Linked DNA regions of Mus musculus: region 2 is linked to region 1. Evidence: chromatin contacts called from public HiChIP or PLAC-seq data. All regions are on one chromosome and are shown on one strand. The core of a region is the stretch at or near the end of the contact, and the rest is flanking DNA. Distances in the headings are between cores, read along the strand shown. Region 1 has its middle 6.8 kb from the start of Adgrl4. Region 2 has its middle 29 kb from the start of Gm31881.

The links. HiChIP or PLAC-seq counts read pairs in DNA pulled down with a chosen protein or histone mark.
Region 2: a contact with region 1 is called in a CTCF HiChIP or PLAC-seq map of the NIH/3T3 cell line, with 5 read pairs. The contact joins two enhancer-like sites.

The regions. Positions count from the first base shown.
Region 1 is chr3:151,428,988-151,433,211 of GRCm38.p6, reverse strand. No RefSeq gene overlaps it. Among named protein-coding and RNA genes, the nearest start is that of Adgrl4, 6.8 kb to the left of the region's middle. Within about 2 kb of position 1,536, at least 24 of the 459 cell types and tissues checked have an H3K27ac peak or open chromatin away from gene starts, as enhancers often do. A contact at or near this core is called in the NIH/3T3 cell line, where this site is marked.
Region 2 is chr3:152,052,749-152,056,443 of GRCm38.p6, reverse strand. No RefSeq gene overlaps it. Among named protein-coding and RNA genes, the nearest start is that of Gm31881, 29 kb to the left of the region's middle. Within about 2 kb of position 1,948, at least 25 of the 459 cell types and tissues checked have an H3K27ac peak or open chromatin away from gene starts, as enhancers often do. A contact at or near this core is called in the NIH/3T3 cell line, where this site is marked.

The DNA of each region.
Region 1 (4,224 bases), core at 287-2,786:
TGTATCTTATATCTTGGGTATCCTAAGTTTCTGGGCTAATATCCACTTATCAGTGAGTACATATTGTGCGAGTTCCTTTGTGATTGGGTTACCCCACTCAGGATGATGCCCTCCAGGTCCATCCATTTGCCTAGGAATTTCATAAATTCATTTTTTTTAATAGCTGAGTTAACGAAGTTTCTTAGAACACAAAGGTCATGGGTATAGGTCTGTAGTTAATTCTTTCATACATGAAATCACCATGGTCATTATGTAACTAAACAATGGCTGATTGATAGATGCTGCTGCACTTGGGAGGCTGAAGGCTGAAGCAGAAATATTGCTGGGCGTTCTAGGCTTGTGCCCTGCCTGCATAGTGAGTTCCAGGCTAGCCTGGTGAGATGCTGTTGTGTCAGAGCAACAAGGATAGCAGAAACAGTGGCTTTCACTGACTGCCTCAATAAGTGGATGCATTTATACAATAATATGTAGTGAAATTTGTTCAAAATGATGTTTTGTGTTTTGATTTAGAAGATTAGCTAGAAATTCTTGCCTCAGGTGTCTTCAGTGCCACTGGAACTGCATAGGCTATTTTTTTCCACAACTAATTAAAGCATCATCATCATCATCAACAAAACAAAACAAAAGGAACAAACATCACACCTAAACTTAGTTATGTGAACAGAAATTCCTAGTTCCCAAATGGGATGTGGAGGGGTGCTTTCCACTGTGTCTCCTAGTTAATTTAAGAATGGAGGAATCAGAAGATATTTCAATGTCCAGAACTAGGCACTGCATACAATTTTCAAAACCTGTGTCTTTATAGACTGCAATATATTGTATCTTTGTAAATATATCAAGAATAGGACTTAGGTGACATCTCAGCTAATCAACATCTCCTTGTTCACAAGTGAAAACAAGAATTCTGACAACAGCACTCAAGTAAACGCAGAGTAGGAGTGGGCCCATTGGAAAATACAGTAGTGGATGAGAAAACAGGTTTTCCCAATAGACTGTACTTGTTCAGTAGTGGAGACTTCAGTGTTGCACGTAAGGGTGGGGACCAGAGTTTCTTCCCCGGCTGGTCACTCCATTGTTCGGTGACCTTCAGAAAAATCACTACACCTTTCCATTATTCTGAGTAACAGTTTACATGTTTCTATTCTACATGGCTAGTTCTCCCTTAAGGTTCCACCCAAACTTAGGAATAGTGCCTTTTTCTTATGGATAAAGAAAGGAAGGTAGAAAAAGGCAGTGGGAAAAGAGGGGCTGGAGGAGGGAGGCAAGAGACAGAGCAATGAAAGGGAGGGAGGAGGAGAGAGGGAGAGGAAGAAAGAATCTATGCTAATTATTTGCCTTTTATCAGACTTCCAAATTGTTTCATTAATTTATCTTCCTTTGTTTGGACCTTGTTCATGTCATACAAATATTCAGCTGAACTCATCTTTCCAGAGGGCAGCACTTCTAAAACAGACACTGTGGTGAGATAGCTTTCTATTTAATAGTGCTACACATTTTAACTCTGCGTTCCACATGTCATAGTGCTGATTCATTCATAGTTGATTGCTCTGGCTCATCCCATTGCTCTGAGTAATATCTCTAGAGGTTACCAACGCCATCAGGACACATTAGTAATTTAAACCATTTCTTTAGTTTTGCAGTGCAGTATACTTTAGATTAAACTTGATCTACCTTTGGGTTTTTCAACTGCCAGTTTATTTTATCTTGTGAAAATTTGTCACAATTGCTCATTTATTTCAGGAAAATTATAACTGATTAGTAAGAGCAAGTCACATCCATTGTTGGTGATGAGCAAATGAATGATACAACCATGGTCTAGAGCCCCTGATAGCATCTGTTGTAACTTCCAAGCACATTGGGAATTAGAGTTTTAGGCTTTCTCTACTTTGTCACACACCTTTAAACTTGGCTAAGATTTAATTTCCGTCTACAACATGTTTTATTAATAACCTCTGGGAAGGGATATTGGCTTAAGAAGGAGAAAATTCTTTGAAAGTCTAAGTTGCATTAACTGATCATCTTTTGTATTCTATCTTATTTTTTAGTTTTTTTTTTAAATAATGGGTATCAGGTTCTTAATTTTCAGCATTTCTCAGTGTACACTATAAATAATCATAAACAGTACTAAGATGCTTCATTGGTTGCAAATACATGTTTACGCCTAATGAAGTGATTGGACAAATTTGAAGGTCATCATCTCATCTTTCAAAAGTCCCAATATCATATGGCATTTTGGGCAGATAACTCATAAATTAGCATCACCAATAAGAGGCTATCAGGTAGCTTTATTTTATTGGTTTATGTTTAACATTATTTTACAAACCACTTGTATCACATCTCTACGGTCTCTTATTTAGTTACAGTGGGTAACCATTCATTACTCTTGCCTCTCACTCTCCATCTTGATCTTGGTCACACAAGGTGCAGTTGTTGTCACTGCTTTTATGCTTCCTTCCTGTATGGCTAACAGTGTTGTATTCCCTCATCCACAAGGATGCTTTTAGGACCTGGGAGCATTTCCAAGAGCTTTCCACAAATGAATTGTGGGGTTGGGGGACAGGCACAAACACAGCTGAAAACTGCACCTTTTTACTTTTTATTTATTTATTTTTTCAAGACAGGGTTTCTCTGTGTAGCTCTGGCTGTCCTGGAACTCACTCTGTAGACCAGGTTGGCCTCGAACTCAGAAATCTGCCTGCCTCTGCCTCCCAAGTGCTGGGATAAAGGCTTGCACCATCACCACCAGGTGAAAATCTTTTAAAAATGCTAAAAATCATATTTTTCAACTGAATCTTGTTTGAGAAAAGTAAGTAAAATTACTTAAGATACAGCCGGTGGTAAGGAGGAAGCAAACCATTATTTTTGTGGCTAAATATGATTGCTTCAGGCAGAACTTTTGAAATTCTTTACTTATATGAGGGTTCCGCTTCTGTTCCATTGGAGGCTTTCTCATATCATTCAAAGACTCTCCTACTAAATTATATCCTCACTTCTAAGAGTCTTTCTCTCTCTCTCTCTCTCTCTCTCTCTCTCTCTCTCTCTCTCTCTCTCTCTTCCTTCCTCTCTTTCTTCCTTTCTCGCTATCTCTTCCTTCCTTCCTTCCTTCCTTCCTTCCTTCCTTCCTTTCTTTCTTTCTTTCTTTCTTTCTTTCTTTCTTTCTTTCTTTCTTTCTTTCTTTCTTTCTTATGTAGAATCTAGATACTTATGAACCAGTCTTAATAAAATGCATAATTTTAAAACAGAAAGATTTCTAACTTACATTGATAGTTAGCAATGAATTTAATTATTGAAAACCAAAGTAAGCTAATTACTGCTCGCATAATTGACCCTTAAGCCTAAGGTTGAGAATCCATTTAGAGTGTGTATATCATTTTGTCTAATTGAATTAGAAGATAATCATTACATCCTGCTATAATTAATATTTATAAAACTTCATATCCTTAAAAAACCTATATAAATACTAGTTTAGTGTTTTCTAGTTTCTATTAAGTAACTCACTAATGCTCCTACAGAAATACTAATATATTATTACTAGCCAGATTTATTATTGATTTTATTTCAACCTCAGGATTCTGTCATTAGCAACATATCTCCTCTTGCTTCCCCAAAACCCTGTATCTTTTAGCATAAAAGTTGTTTTGCTTGAAGTTAAGGAAAAGAACATTTGGAAAGTTTATAAGACTGCACATCACTGAAGTTGTGAGTCCTTTGTTCGCAGTCCCCCCCACCCACTTTGGAAAGTGGAAATTAATTTCGTGCACCACTTTTATTTTGGGAGCTAAAGTTGATAAGGTTGATTTGTACAACATTTAAACGACGCCTCTTGTTTACCATTTTCTGTGGTCCATTACCACAGCATTTGAGAGGCACTATGTTATTATGGTCTTAAAGGTTGTCCTGTAAATACACTAATTTTGTTCCATTTCCCTCCTGTCCTTGTCAGTAGAATGGCTAAATCTCTTGTTTGTTTTGTTGTCTTCTGTTTTCCAAAGGACTTATAAGGCTGTCAAATGTAGGGATTAATTTTGTGCATATGTCAACATAAAATCCTCTCACCTAACAAACAATGCTATTTGAATTTAAAGTGTACTATACAATGATTTTATTGACAGGTAATATGGCACACAAATGAGTCTGTTCTTCCCCGACTTTCCCTAACTCCTTGGCTCTGTCAAGGACTGCATAGTTTTGAAGAAGTATAGATAGAGTCAAAGAACTCGCCTA
Region 2 (3,695 bases), core at 699-3,198, 620 kb before region 1:
TGAAGGAATTCTCATGGGGCCCCATTCATAGACAGAAAAACTACAGGCAATTAATGACTTCTGAGAGAGGGAGAATCAGACTTCCCCAGAGATGAGCCCCCTAATGGCTATCTAATGTCAAGTAGTCAGCCCTAAAGCCATAAACACACACCGTTACTACTAAATGGACCAAGTAGGTTGTATTTATATTTGTTCATATGTGATATATGAACAACATATTGATATATAATATATGAACAAATACACACACATATATCAATAATAAAAAGAGGTGATGAATCTGAGCAGACATGGGGAGAAGTTGGAGGGAGGAAAGCGAGGTAACATGATAGAAATATAGCCCACATATTTTAAATTTATAACAAATTACACACACACACACACACACACACACACACACACACACACACACACCCACACTAGGAACCTGAGGGACTCTTGGGTACTTTGAAGACTTCTGGATGATTTCTCTGAAAAGCCGGATCTCCATAGCCAGAGTCCAGAGACAATGGGTCAGGCGAGGAAGCTGCCTCTTCCTCATTCCATGAAGAGGTTCTGGTAGGAAGTCTCATTTGAAAGAAAATGAAACATGGGCACACGTCTGCTGTCTGATAGCGGCTTGGAAAGCCCATCTTTAAAAACAGTGGATATGGTCAGAATAGGAATCAAGACAGGATGAAAGCCAAGGGAAGTAAACAGAGCAGAGAGACTTTAGGGCTGGGAAAGGTTTGGCAGAGCAGCTGCAGCAACGGCTGCAGTGTCTACACCCACTGCCACCTTTAAAAAAATTTTTTTTAATTAGATATTTTCTTCATTTACATTTCAAATGCTGTCCCGAAAGTCCCCTATACCCTCCCCCCGCCCTGCTTCCCAACCCACCCACTCCTGCTTCCTGGCCCTGGCTTTTCCCTGTACTGGGACATATGATCTTCGCATTACCAAGGGTCTTGCCTCCCATTGATGGCCGACTAGGCCATCCTCTGCTACATAGGCAACTAGAGGCTGGCTGTCTATTCGTCACCCAGGTTTCCTTCACATTGATGCAAAATAGGCTTTCCAGTGTTCCTTCAGTAATTTAATAAGTGGATGCCAGTTTCAACTAGTGGCAGGGGGATTCAGCCAGGGGCAGGAGGATTCAGCCAGGGGCAGGGGGATTTGATCTTGAGCTCTAGGGTATGGACTGGACTTTTTCAAAGTCTTTGCTCTGCCTCACTAGTCCTGAGAGTTGGAACTAGAGGTGCATTTTAATTTTAAAATGAGACGAGGCAGGAATGAGAATTGCTCAAAACATTAAGTTGAACCTAGAGTTAGGAGACTTTGTTGCCTTTAGTCTAAAGGCAAGCTTTATACATAAAATAATTCAACTGAGTTAACTTGTCTTCCATCTACTCCAGAACAGCTGACAACCCAGTGGTAAATAAGACACAGTTCCTGTCTGGAGGAGACCGAGGTGTAAATTTCATCCTGTCTGATATGAAAGTGGAATGGGGGATGGGGGATTGTAGGGTACAAGGATGGGGAAACTGAAGGATGGGTGAGAGCAAACGACAGAGGGAAATTCAACTAAATTTAAGTATGGGTAAACATAAATAAGGAAGCCTGCTACTCTGTAAGCTAATTAAATATAAAAGTAGATATAAAATAAAACATATTTTTCTCAGTAATGCCGAAAAGGGAATTATCAAAGGAGATGAAGAGAGTAGGCAACTAAAAAAAAAACTATTTTCCTAAGAAAATGCAAGCTTTTCTCTAGTTGAGGCCAGGGAAGGCTTTCAGAGGGGAGTGAGCCGAGTGAGAGGACCCCGTGTGGTGGTGGAAGTGGCTTGAGAGGTGACCTTGATGGTCTGGTGGGGTGACGTCACAGGGTGAGTCATAGTAGCTGGGCCCCATGGAGCTTGTTAACAAGGAAGCTGTTATTCTACAACCATTTGTATTTGTTCTGTGCATAACACAATTACACAGTTCAGCTCATGTTTAGAAAGGGGATTTAGGTCAGAAGGTACAGGAAGGCCTGGAGGATGACAGGGCTGGCAGGGATCTGGAAGGAGGCTAAGGAAGTAAAAGTTGATTAAATATATCCCTGATGAGATATTGTGATGACTCACAGGCTAAGACGGACAGACCAATGGAGCAGTTGGCCCTGGAATAGACCTGCAATGGCTGTGACTTCTAAGACTGGTTGTCCTGGCCTCTGGGACAGGCACCTTGGGTTATATTTGTTTTCTCTTTGCTGTGGCAAAATACTTGACCAGAAGCAACTTGAGGGAGGATGAGTTTATACCTGCTCATGGCTTGAGAGAATACAGTCCACTATGGCGAGGAAGACATGGCAGCAGGGGAAACATGAATCAGGAGTGGAAGGCTGGCTGACCACATTATATCTTCAGTCCAGAATCAGAGCGAACAGGAAATAGGACCAGGCTATGCAACCTCAGCCCACCTCTGCTGATCCACTTCCTCCAGGTAGGCTGCACATAGAGATTCAACAACCTTCCCAAACAGTCCCACTAGCTGAGGACCAAGTGTTCAAGCAGATGAGTGGATGGGAGACAGTTCACAGCCAGATCATAGTGGGTGTCCTTTGTCTAAATAACTTTAAACATCCCACAGTCTTTACATATTCTTAAAATTTCAATCTATTTAAAATATCCATCTCTTTTAAAATCCAAAGTCTTTTTACAATTAAAAGTCTCTTAAATGTGGGATCCACTAAAATAGTTTTTTCCTTCAAGAGGGAAAATATCAGGGCACAGTTACAATCAAAAGCAAAAATCAGTCTCCAACCATTCAATGTCTGGGATCCAACTCACAATCTTCTGGGCTCCTCCAAGGGCTTGGGTCACTTCTCCAGCCATGCCCTTTGTAGCACACACGTCGTCCTCTAGGCTCCAAATGCCTGTACTCCACTGCTGCTGCTGCTCTTGGTGGTTATTTCATGGTACTGGCATCTCCAAAACACTGCATGACCCCTTCAGTCCTGGGCCATCAATTGCAACTGAGGCTGCACCTTCACCAATGGCCTCTCACAGTGCTGAGCCTCAGCTGCTCTGCGTGACCCCTTCATGCCTTCAAAACCAGTACCACCTGGGTGACCCTTACATATTACCAAGTCTCGCTGCAGCAGGAGTACAACCTTGGTTATCTTTGGAACATAGCCTCTTTGTGCTTTCAGAAAACACTTCCCAGAAGATGTCACCTCAACGATGCTGGTCTCTTCTTAATCACCGCTAATTTCTTAGCTCCAGCTAACCAGCATCAATAGTCTCAGTAATGCAAAGTTTTTGCTTTAGTAGTTCTGGTATCTTGTTAATCACAGCTGATTCTTCATCCCCAGCTAACCAGAACCATAAAATCTTCACAATCCAAAATAGCAATGGCCCTGAAGAGAGTCTTTAATTTTCCCTCTGAAATTTCACAAGCCAGGCCTCCATCTTCTGCACTGTTCTCAACATCTCCCAAGCTCCTACACAACGTCTGACAGAGCACTTAACACTGATCTTCTAGCCCAAAGTTCCAAAGTCCTTCCACAGTCCTCCCCAAAACATGGTCAGGTTGTCACAGGAATACCCCACTCTGCTGGTATCAATTTGTCTTAGTCAGGGTTTCTATTCCTGCACAAACATCATGACCAAGAAGCAAGTTGGGGAGGAAAGGGTTTATTCGGCTTACACTTCCATACTGCTGTTCATCACCAA